Regions from separate parts of the Pan troglodytes genome. Here region 1 is linked to region 2. Evidence: chromatin contacts called from public Hi-C data. All regions are on one chromosome and are shown on one strand. The core of a region is the stretch at or near the end of the contact, and the rest is flanking DNA. Distances in the headings are between cores, read along the strand shown.

Evidence for each region. A called contact is a pair of places that touch in the nucleus more often than the background predicts.
Region 1: a Hi-C map of induced pluripotent stem cells shows a contact between it and region 2, with 2.9 times the contacts expected there. The contact joins the promoter of RAP2C here to the enhancer-like site in region 2. A contact is called at or near these places in 3 of 7 Hi-C or Micro-C datasets (induced pluripotent stem cells and stem cell-derived neural progenitor cells) and 1 of 1 datasets of contacts at active chromatin or transcription factors (stem cell-derived excitatory neurons).

Annotation. Positions count from the first base shown.
Region 1 is chrX:129,676,150-129,680,634 of NHGRI_mPanTro3-v2.0_pri, forward strand. RAP2C (RAP2C, member of RAS oncogene family) reads right to left here and starts at 2,156. Exons shown (of 3, transcript XM_054676626.2): 1 at 1,671-2,156. The coding sequence starts at 1,943. LOC107971183 (a long non-coding RNA gene) reads left to right here and starts at 2,874. Exons shown (of 3, transcript XR_001714145.4): 1 at 2,874-3,491.
Region 2 is chrX:129,283,840-129,288,428 of NHGRI_mPanTro3-v2.0_pri, forward strand. No RefSeq gene overlaps it. Among named protein-coding and RNA genes, the nearest start is that of STK26, 200 kb to the right of the region's middle. Within about 2 kb of position 2,427, at least 9 of the 24 cell types and tissues checked have an H3K27ac peak or open chromatin away from gene starts, as enhancers often do. A contact at or near this core is called in induced pluripotent stem cells and stem cell-derived excitatory neurons, where this site is marked.

The sequences.
Region 1 (4,485 bases), core at 906-3,405, 390 kb after region 2:
TTAAAAGTTTGCCTTAAATAGAAAATGTATGCTTAATTGGAAGTCATAGTAAGTACAGAATATTCACATGTGGGCCTACGGAAAAGCAAGGGACTATGAAAATCTATAAAAATATAGTTATTTGATATTTGCATCAATTTGGTTTGATAATATATCAACTCAGATTTCTAGGTTACGCTTATTTCCCATTGTCTTTATGGAAACATAAGTTCAGCTGAAAATCCAAACTTAGGGCATTTGGGCTCAAAAGAGTTTACATCTCCACTGAAATAACGGCACAGTTTTTCACTCCCAATTCATGTCTATAACAGAAATGGATATAACAGAAATCTTATGAAACACCCTTCAAAAGACTCTCAGCCTCCAGAGAGTAAGCTGATAGAATAACAAATCTCCTGAGGATCCTTTAGGGAAAAAATGCCTGTCAAACAGCACCTTCAGTACTTTGGTACTTTCTGGGGGAAAATGCTTTTATGATACTATTGTTTGGGAATTTATGCCTACATAAAATGAATTTAGTTTGGTCTCAATAGCTTTTATTTGTTTCCCCAGAATTTATCATCTTAAAAAAAAAATCCCTGAAGTTGTTCTATCAGGTTACTGGGAAAGTTCACTATAGTACTTTAATTTAAAATACTAAAGAAAGTGGAATTAGCACATTGTATTGGCTAAAGCACTTAAGGTCTCTTAAGCAAGCTACATTAAGTGCATACCTTTAAATGCAGAAAAAATATATCCATTTCCTAAATCAATGGAGGTCAATATAATGGGTCAATATGAGGTTATTCATTTTCGAGGAATAAATAGAAACATACATTGCATATCCTAAAATAACGTTAAACCTTCAGTCTGTTTCCCAGTGAAGGACAGGACAGATTTTCTAAGAGATTGGACCACATCCAGTTTGGCCACCCAGCCGGAGTAAGAAATCTGCACTTGTTCAGTGTTCCCAGACCCACGTATTTTCTGTAAATACAGGCAATGTTACCAGAAACAATTTGGATCAACTGCAGAAAAAGAGTCATTCCTGATTTTTGTTGGTTATTAATTCTAGGTACTAGTCTTTTCTATTAGTAACTTTTCTTCCTACTACACGCCCCAAGTAATTAAGTAAAATGCCTAGAAGGCAGGTCTTGAGTTCTTCGTCTTGCAACACTAAGATTTATGAATCTAGTTGAGAAACTTGAGAGAGAAGGGGAGGGCGGCGGGAGGGGGTGTTGGGGGGTGGGAGGGGAAGGTGTGGGTGGGATAGACACAGAGGACTTATCTGTGGAACAGATAATCGGCTCCAAATAATTTTTTCAAAGTGCTCTATTTACCCGAGATTATTTGTTAGATGTTTTGTCGTGTAAGTTAATCAATACTTGTTGAATTGAGCAAGCAACTTCAGAAGGTTATATTCCAGGCGAAATATACACAGACTGACATTTCTTTTTCACTTTTCTTTCACTTAAAAATAGCTTTAAAATATTTGTTGACGCTTGTTACTTTTTACTACGCTCTATAGAAACAACCCGATAGTCTTCCGTGGCAGGAGTAACCTCAAAAATGCGTCATGTCTAACTTTCAAAAGCAAAGCACAGTCATTAATGCACGGTTCAAGCAACCCAGAAGTCGATGTCGGATTACCACACCCCCTTCTAACAAATTACAAGACTTGGTTTGGTTACCTGAAAAGACTGTTGATTAACCAGGCTATAAACCAGGATGAAACCTTGGCCGTTTTTGATGTAGAGATCTCTCATGGAGGCAAACTGCTCAGTTCCTGCGGTGTCCAGAATTTCCAGCACGGAGGGGGAAGAGTCCACTTCGATCTCTTTGCGGTAGAAATCTTCAATGGTGGGGTCATATTTCTCAATGAAAGTCCCAGTGACAAACTGCACAGTAAGGGCAGATTTGCCAACCCCTCCACTCCCTAACACCACTACCTTGTATTCCCTCATGAGTCTCACCTTCACCAACTCCTACCAGAGGGGGGGGAAAGATCACCCCGCTAGCTGCGGCGCGGCTAGACGAGGCGGAAGGTGGGCGGAAATCTGCGAACTGGGGAGGAGAGTGCAGAGGAGCAGAGGGCCCAACCGGGGAAGAAGAGGAAGTTACAGGAGGGGGAGGGGAAAGAGCGTAGAGTCGGGGAGGGTGGGGAAGGGATGGTAATGCCCTTCTTATAGGAACTGCAGCCCGAGCAGGGGGCGTGGGGAGGAGGGCGAGCCTGGGAAAAGCCCGGCGAGGGTGGCGAGGAGGCGCGTGCCCCCGGGAGGGAAAGGGTGGGGGCTGCGGCGAGGGGACCCCGCGGCGAGGCGGACGTCGGAGGAGCCCGCAGCCCGGCGCTGCCCGGCACCCCTCCCCCGCCCTTCACACAAAGGGGCCCAGGGACCCCGCTTCCTGCTCGCGCAGCCCAGCCGGCTCAGGCCTGAGGGCTCCGTTCCAGTTACCGCTGCCCGGGCGGGTTTCTGGGCCCCGGCTCCCGCGGGGGTCGTCCGGCCTGTGAAGGGGAGAAGGACGCACATTACCCGGCTGACCCCCGCCCCGAACCTGCGGCGCCGGCCGCCGCCTCCCCCGACTCCCACCCGGATCAAGCTACCGCCGCTTACCCCGCCGTCCGCACCCGCCCGGCCGCCGGGGAGGCTCTGTCACGCCAAGGCCATGGCCACCCACTGGCTCCTCTGTCTCTCCGCTGCCCCAGCGCTGCTGCTCGCGGCGGGGAAAGAGGCGGGGGCCGTCCGGCGGCGGCCGCAGGGACTCCAGGCGAACCCACCTCTTTTTTTTCTCACCCACCCCCCCACCCCCCCCCCAAGCACACACCCGGAAGGGTTTCCCTGACACACTGGCTGAGGTGCCCCAGTTCCCCGAGACTGGACGGGATCACTTCCGGTGGGGAAAGTCCCACCTCTTCGGGGCGAGCAGGGTGGCGCTGGAGCCGCGCCCTGCTGAGCGAGCGAGCCGGCCGGGGACGGTTTCGGGTCGGGACTCCGGCTTCGGGAACGGGCCTCTGGAAACCTGCGACGTCAGTCCTTACCCGCCCGCGGCTGCCGCGGACCGTCCCACCCCCAAACCCGTAGAAGCCCCTCCGACCTGCAACCTCCAGCCGCCCGGCCCTAGGACTTGAGCCGCTCCCTGGCCGGCGCGGAACCTGCGGGCTAATAATCTAGCGACCGGGAGAACGCCAAACATCCCTGGACTAGAAGTTGCAGGGGAAATCAAACAGCCCAGAAAGTTTATTCTCCTTGCTGGTATTTCTTCCACTTGCTATTTTGCTGAGAGATGCATGCAAACTACCCTTAGACTTCAGATGCAGTGCGTTTTACTTAGCCGTGCCTGACAAACACGCAGAACTTTTACCGTCTGGTAGATCCGCCTTGACTTTACCAGCGAATACTAAAGTCACTTAAAAAAAATCACAAGGCTCGAAAACAGCAGCATTAGAAGTAGACTTTATGGTACTCTGCTCAGCTATGTTCTCATTTGATTCCAACCACTACACGGCAGAAAAGGTAACCAATATTCAGGAAAGATTTGATTGGAAACGGTTTAGGCCTAAAGACTAATTTATTTTAATCGTTGATTATCTTTATGTATAACAATTTGCTTGGCTGGCTCTTACATGCTGAAGTTTTGTTTTAAAGGCCATCCTATGTAGTCTTTGACATTCAAAAGCAAGTAGTAACTCTGGTGTTAGATTCTAAGTTTCTATTTTTAGATAAAATTGTTACTTCCGACTATCTTTCCCTTTGCTAGCTTTCTATTTGTAAACTTTGTGTCGGATCCACAGAGCCCCAGGGCCAGGAGTCTAGGCTGTATTTTAGGTGTGTCACTTTCTTTTCAATTCAAGCATGTACCCAGAAACCTGCGAGACTCAGTGGCCAGCCTAGCAAAAATGACTCCAAATTCCCTTACTTACAAGCCCTAAATGGCCAAACTCTATAAAGAGATTTATTACTCAGCCTAAATTGTTGGATATTAGAACACAGGCGAATCATAGTAGTGTGAGGTCCCACTGTCCCTCCCTGAGTATTCCCCAATGTCACTTACAGTCTTCAAAGGAGAGTTTAGTTCAATTTCTCCTTGACCTCAGGCCGGTGCCATCTCTCCAGCGAAGTCCCCAGCTCTGGCTCCAGCTGGCCTGGGCCCTGTGTCGTATCAGAGGCACTGCCCTCTGCTGGAAGAGGTTTGGTCTGTGAGTTATGAGTTTCCCCACAGGTCACTGCTCCTTTCACACGTGCTGTTGCCTGATTTGGAGCTCTGCTGCTCATCTCCCTGCCTAGCTGTCTCCAGACTGTCTGGTGGGATTCACAGCCCTCCACCAGCCGTGCTTGTAACTGAGTCTGGAAATTCCTCTTCTGATCCAGCCAGTGTTGAGCAATCGTGGCAAGTCTTTGCTCTATTACTAAACTGTCAAAGCAAGGAGTTCTTTTTCAGGTCATCCCACCTGTTGGCAATTCTAATATCTCTGAATGTGTTGGTCATGCTTAGGAGAGAGTTCTTTGT
Region 2 (4,589 bases), core at 1,177-3,676:
TAATGGGTGCAGCACACCAGCATGGCACATGTATACATATGTAACTAACCTGCACATTGTGCACATGTACCCTAAAACTTAAAGTATAATAATAATTAAATTTAAAAAAACAAAAAAATGCCCATTTCCACTCTACCATAGCTTTGTAGGTCTGCTCTTCTTCATTCAACCTTGATCCCCAACAATTTCCCAAGTTATCTGCTTCAGTGGGAAATTCTTAGGGACCTAGGGCTAAGAAAGTGAAGGAAATAATGGAAATAACAGCCTAGAGAAGAACAAATCTAGGCACCAGGCCATGTGACTTGTTTCACTGCCAGGTTCCCTGGGAGTCCTCCATTTTCTGACCTGGGCACTAGGTCTTGTGTATTGAGTTGGGGGCAGCCATGTCAGAACCCTAATAGGAGGGTCCAGATAGATCTCAAGGCTGAATTCCATACAATGTCCCTCTTGGGGTGACACACACACTCCAAACTTACAAAATTCCAGTAGAAAGGAACATGATTTTGTCTTATGGTTCCATCATTCAACATTAAAACACAAGCAAGTTCCCATGCACGTCATTATTTGACTTTTAATGGCTTCCTATGGCTTTATTATATATGTGTGTGCCACTGCTTAAGCTTAGGAATCAGTCTTATGGTGTTTTCTCATAAGTAATTAAGACATGGTGCTTGTAAAGAATTTAGAAAATAACCACGTGCTGATCAAGAACAAAAGCACTGTCATAAAATCTTGTATTAAACACTAATAGCCTTTTGCATATTTACTCCCATTATTTCAACATGCACACAGGTCTATATTTACGGTAATACACTACAATAAACATATTTAAATTAAATTTATATATGCATCATGTTTTAGATGCAAACTTTTCACTGCTCGTTCCTGGGTAACTGAAATTGTCATGAAATATTTGCAAGACCTGGATTTTAGATAATAAAATATTTGCAATGAGCTTCTTGATTGACTAATTCATTAAAGAATGTTAGGTTCTCAATTTTTAAAAAATTTATACACAGGACATAATACCTATAATGCCACCACTCAAGTATCTTAATTTTGATACCTGCCTTACCTAATCATTACTATGCTGACTATATATATATATATATATATATATACATATATATATATACATATATATACACATATATATATACATATATATATACACATATATATATACATATATATATACATATATATATATATATACATATATATATATACTAACATTGGAACAGGCACTATGTGCTTATGCCTCAGAACATTAGGATTTCTTTTGTTTATATTTTTCAAAACTTATACCAAAATTTTATCTTAAAATTTTATGTAAAATCTATAAAGTTGAAACGCATACTCACTCTAACACTGACCATGATTATGCATGATATGCATAATGCATATATATGTATAAGCATTAGATAGATAGGTCCTAGTTACCTGCTTACAGGCCTAGAGGGAAAAGAAAATGATTGCACCTATTATATATATATTTACTTCTCTTTATTTATTTATTTTTATTCAACCTCTGGGAGCATGGACTATCCTTCTCTTTAAAGATAATTGAATGCAAACTGGATATAGTTTTGCACAGTCTTCAACACTACCTTATACCATTTGCATACATGAATGACAATGTATATTTGAGTGCTTGGATTTTTTTTGCATCTTACTCTAGAAGACCTTTCTATTTCAAGAAATTACAAAAGTTACACCCACTGCTGGCACCGTTTAGATTTTAAGAAATTATAAGTAGAAAGTAAACGGTACTTCAATCACAACAAGAAATAGCCACTTAAAAATATCCTTGCCATACATTCTTATATCTTCACTTTGCACAAATAATATACACTTAAAAAATGTTCAAATCCTCTTGTACTTTGAATGCTAAAACAAGTTTTCCTCATTTGTAACTTGAATGCTCTTCAAATCTCATTAAGTATTCTTTAGAATAATGACAGGTTTTAAAATCTTGCCACATGTTTTTGCATTTCTAGAAATAATCATGCTTCTTTACAATGTACCTGCTATAACAGCCATGTATGGAGAAGTGAAGCGAGGTCACAGGTAATGCCACCTCCAGCAGACAAGAACTTTTAAAATGTGGGTTCATCTTCAATCCTCTTCACTCGGTTTTGGTTCTCATCTGTTTGTGCGTGGTCAGCTCTCCTAGCAAAAGTGCTAACCCTTCTTGGTTTGGCGGGCTGATTCCATTTCTCTTCAAGGTCCTCCTAGCTGCAAGCAATTTGGTTGCACCTGGGACCTCCAGCAAGCACATGGCATCCTTTTATAAGCAACCTGGTATTGTCTGGTTCTCTGCAGTGACTCTGCTACCACAAAGGTCCTAGGCCCCAGAGCCTGAAGGCACCACGTGTCAGCCTTTCCCAGACTCTCAGGGGCGGGGAGAGAGACGAATACCCACAGGCCCAGTACTTCGTTGGTTGGTGGCTTCCTCCAGTCCCGCCCATACTGGGAGAATACCAAGACCCCACCCTACAACTTCCTGGGCCTGGACTTCCTGCCAGAGGCCGACTTAGTCTTCCCTCCCCACGGGCCAGTTCCTACACCTGGACCTCACTCTGTCCAGAGCTTCAGGTAGGCCTCAGGAGGTGGAACTAAGATCCAGCTCATGGTCCGAGCCTGGAACTTTCCAATATAAGCCCTCTAAGGGATGGGGCTTTTTCCAGAAATTTCCTCACGATGGCAGTGTTGCTCCTGGAATTCTATCCAATACTGCCCCCAAGCCCTCTTCTCCCGCCCGTCCGGTATGAAAAAAAAAATGTGACCAACAGATTAAGGCACCAGGAAATATGGCTGACTTGAGAAACTCGCTCACACTATTGTGATTTTGCTTTTGGTTTTTCATCTGAAATCAAACTGGCGCCTAAACCTACACTCTCATCAGGGGTCTTTTCAGTTCAAGAACTCAATTTCCACTTACCTAGTCTTCACAGTTCTGCTTTTTCTTCACCTAACTTTTTCTCATGGTACTAAATTGTCTTGGTGTATCAGGGGTCAAACCTCAGGGATCCAGGCCTAGAGGGAAAAGCAAATGGTTGCATCTAAGGGCTTGGAGAAGAGCAAATCCATGTTGTTCTTGCCTGACTCACTTCCCATGTTTCCCGGGAGTCCTACTCCATTTCTGGCCTAGGCACTAGGCCTGTGTGTTGAGGGAGAAGCAGTTGTCTGGAACCCTAAGCTAAGTGTCTAGATGGTTCTCAAGACTGCGTGCTATACAGTGCCCATTTGGAAGGATACACAAACTCAAATATGTATAAATTCCAGTCAGAGGAGACTGATACAGTCTGATAGTCAAAATAATTTAAAATCGGAACACAGGCATGTTCCTATGTTCTTATATGACTGTCAATGGTTTCCTGTGACTTTAGTGTGTATATGCTTATCACTTAGGGGTCAATCTTATGGTATTTTATCTTACGTAATTAAGACATGGTGCTTGCAAAGGATTTGCAAAGGATTCAGAAAAGAACCATGTGCTGACCAAGAGTAAAGCACTGTCATAAACAGTACCTATTAGTAATACTGATAAACATCTGGATTATGTTTTGTGAACTAAAAAGTGTCTGAGACAGGTCTCAATAGTTTTAGAAATTTATTTTGCAAGTTTAAGTACACGCATGCCTGGGAGATAGGTCCATGCCTTTCTTCAAAGATGATTTTGAGGGCTTCAATATTTAAAGGGGAAAGGGCAGATACTGGGGAAAGGGGAAGAAATTTTGAAAAGATGTGGGTAGATAAGAGGCAAAGGGTAGCATTCTTTTGAGTCTTTGATCAGCCCTTCATAGGCGAGATGAGGGTAGAGGAATAGTCACGTACACATTCATCTAGCTCAGTGAATCTGCATTTTTTACATAGGATAAAATAAACACAGGGCAGAGGAAGCAATCAGACATGCATTTGTCTCAAGTGAGCAGAGGGAAGACTTTGAGTTCTGTCTTTTGTTCCATACCTGTGAGGATAAGCCAAAATTTACATTGTCAGGGTGAAATTCAACAGAACTGTTTCAGGGTAAAAATCTTGGGGCTCACAAGGAATTTCCTAGTGGGCAAATTGTGAGGGAGATATGTAGCTTTTTGTTTTTGCTTTGTTCAATCATTGTAGCCATCTTATTTAGGAATAAAATGGGAGGCAGGTTTGCCTGACGCAGTTCCCAGCTTGATGTTTCCCTTTGGCTTAGTGATTTTGGGGCCCTGAGATTTATTTTCCTTTCACAGTTTCAACATACACATGCAAACTCATATACTCATGCACTCATTTCAATATATACACATAAACATTTATATTTCGTGTCATACACAATAGTAAGTTTACATTAAAATGAGGTTTATTTGTATGTTATGGTTTGGAGTATACTTTCACTTCTGTTTCCTGGGCAGTTTGTCATTATCATGAAAAATTTGCAAGACCTGAATTTTTAGTAAATGAAACATTAACCAAGAGCTTCTTGATTGCTACATTCAATAACAACATGGTCTCTGAAGACATGTTCACTTCATAAAACACTTATTTAACAACTGGAAATTTAATTCCTATGATGTCTCCTCTCAGGTATCATGATTTGAAGA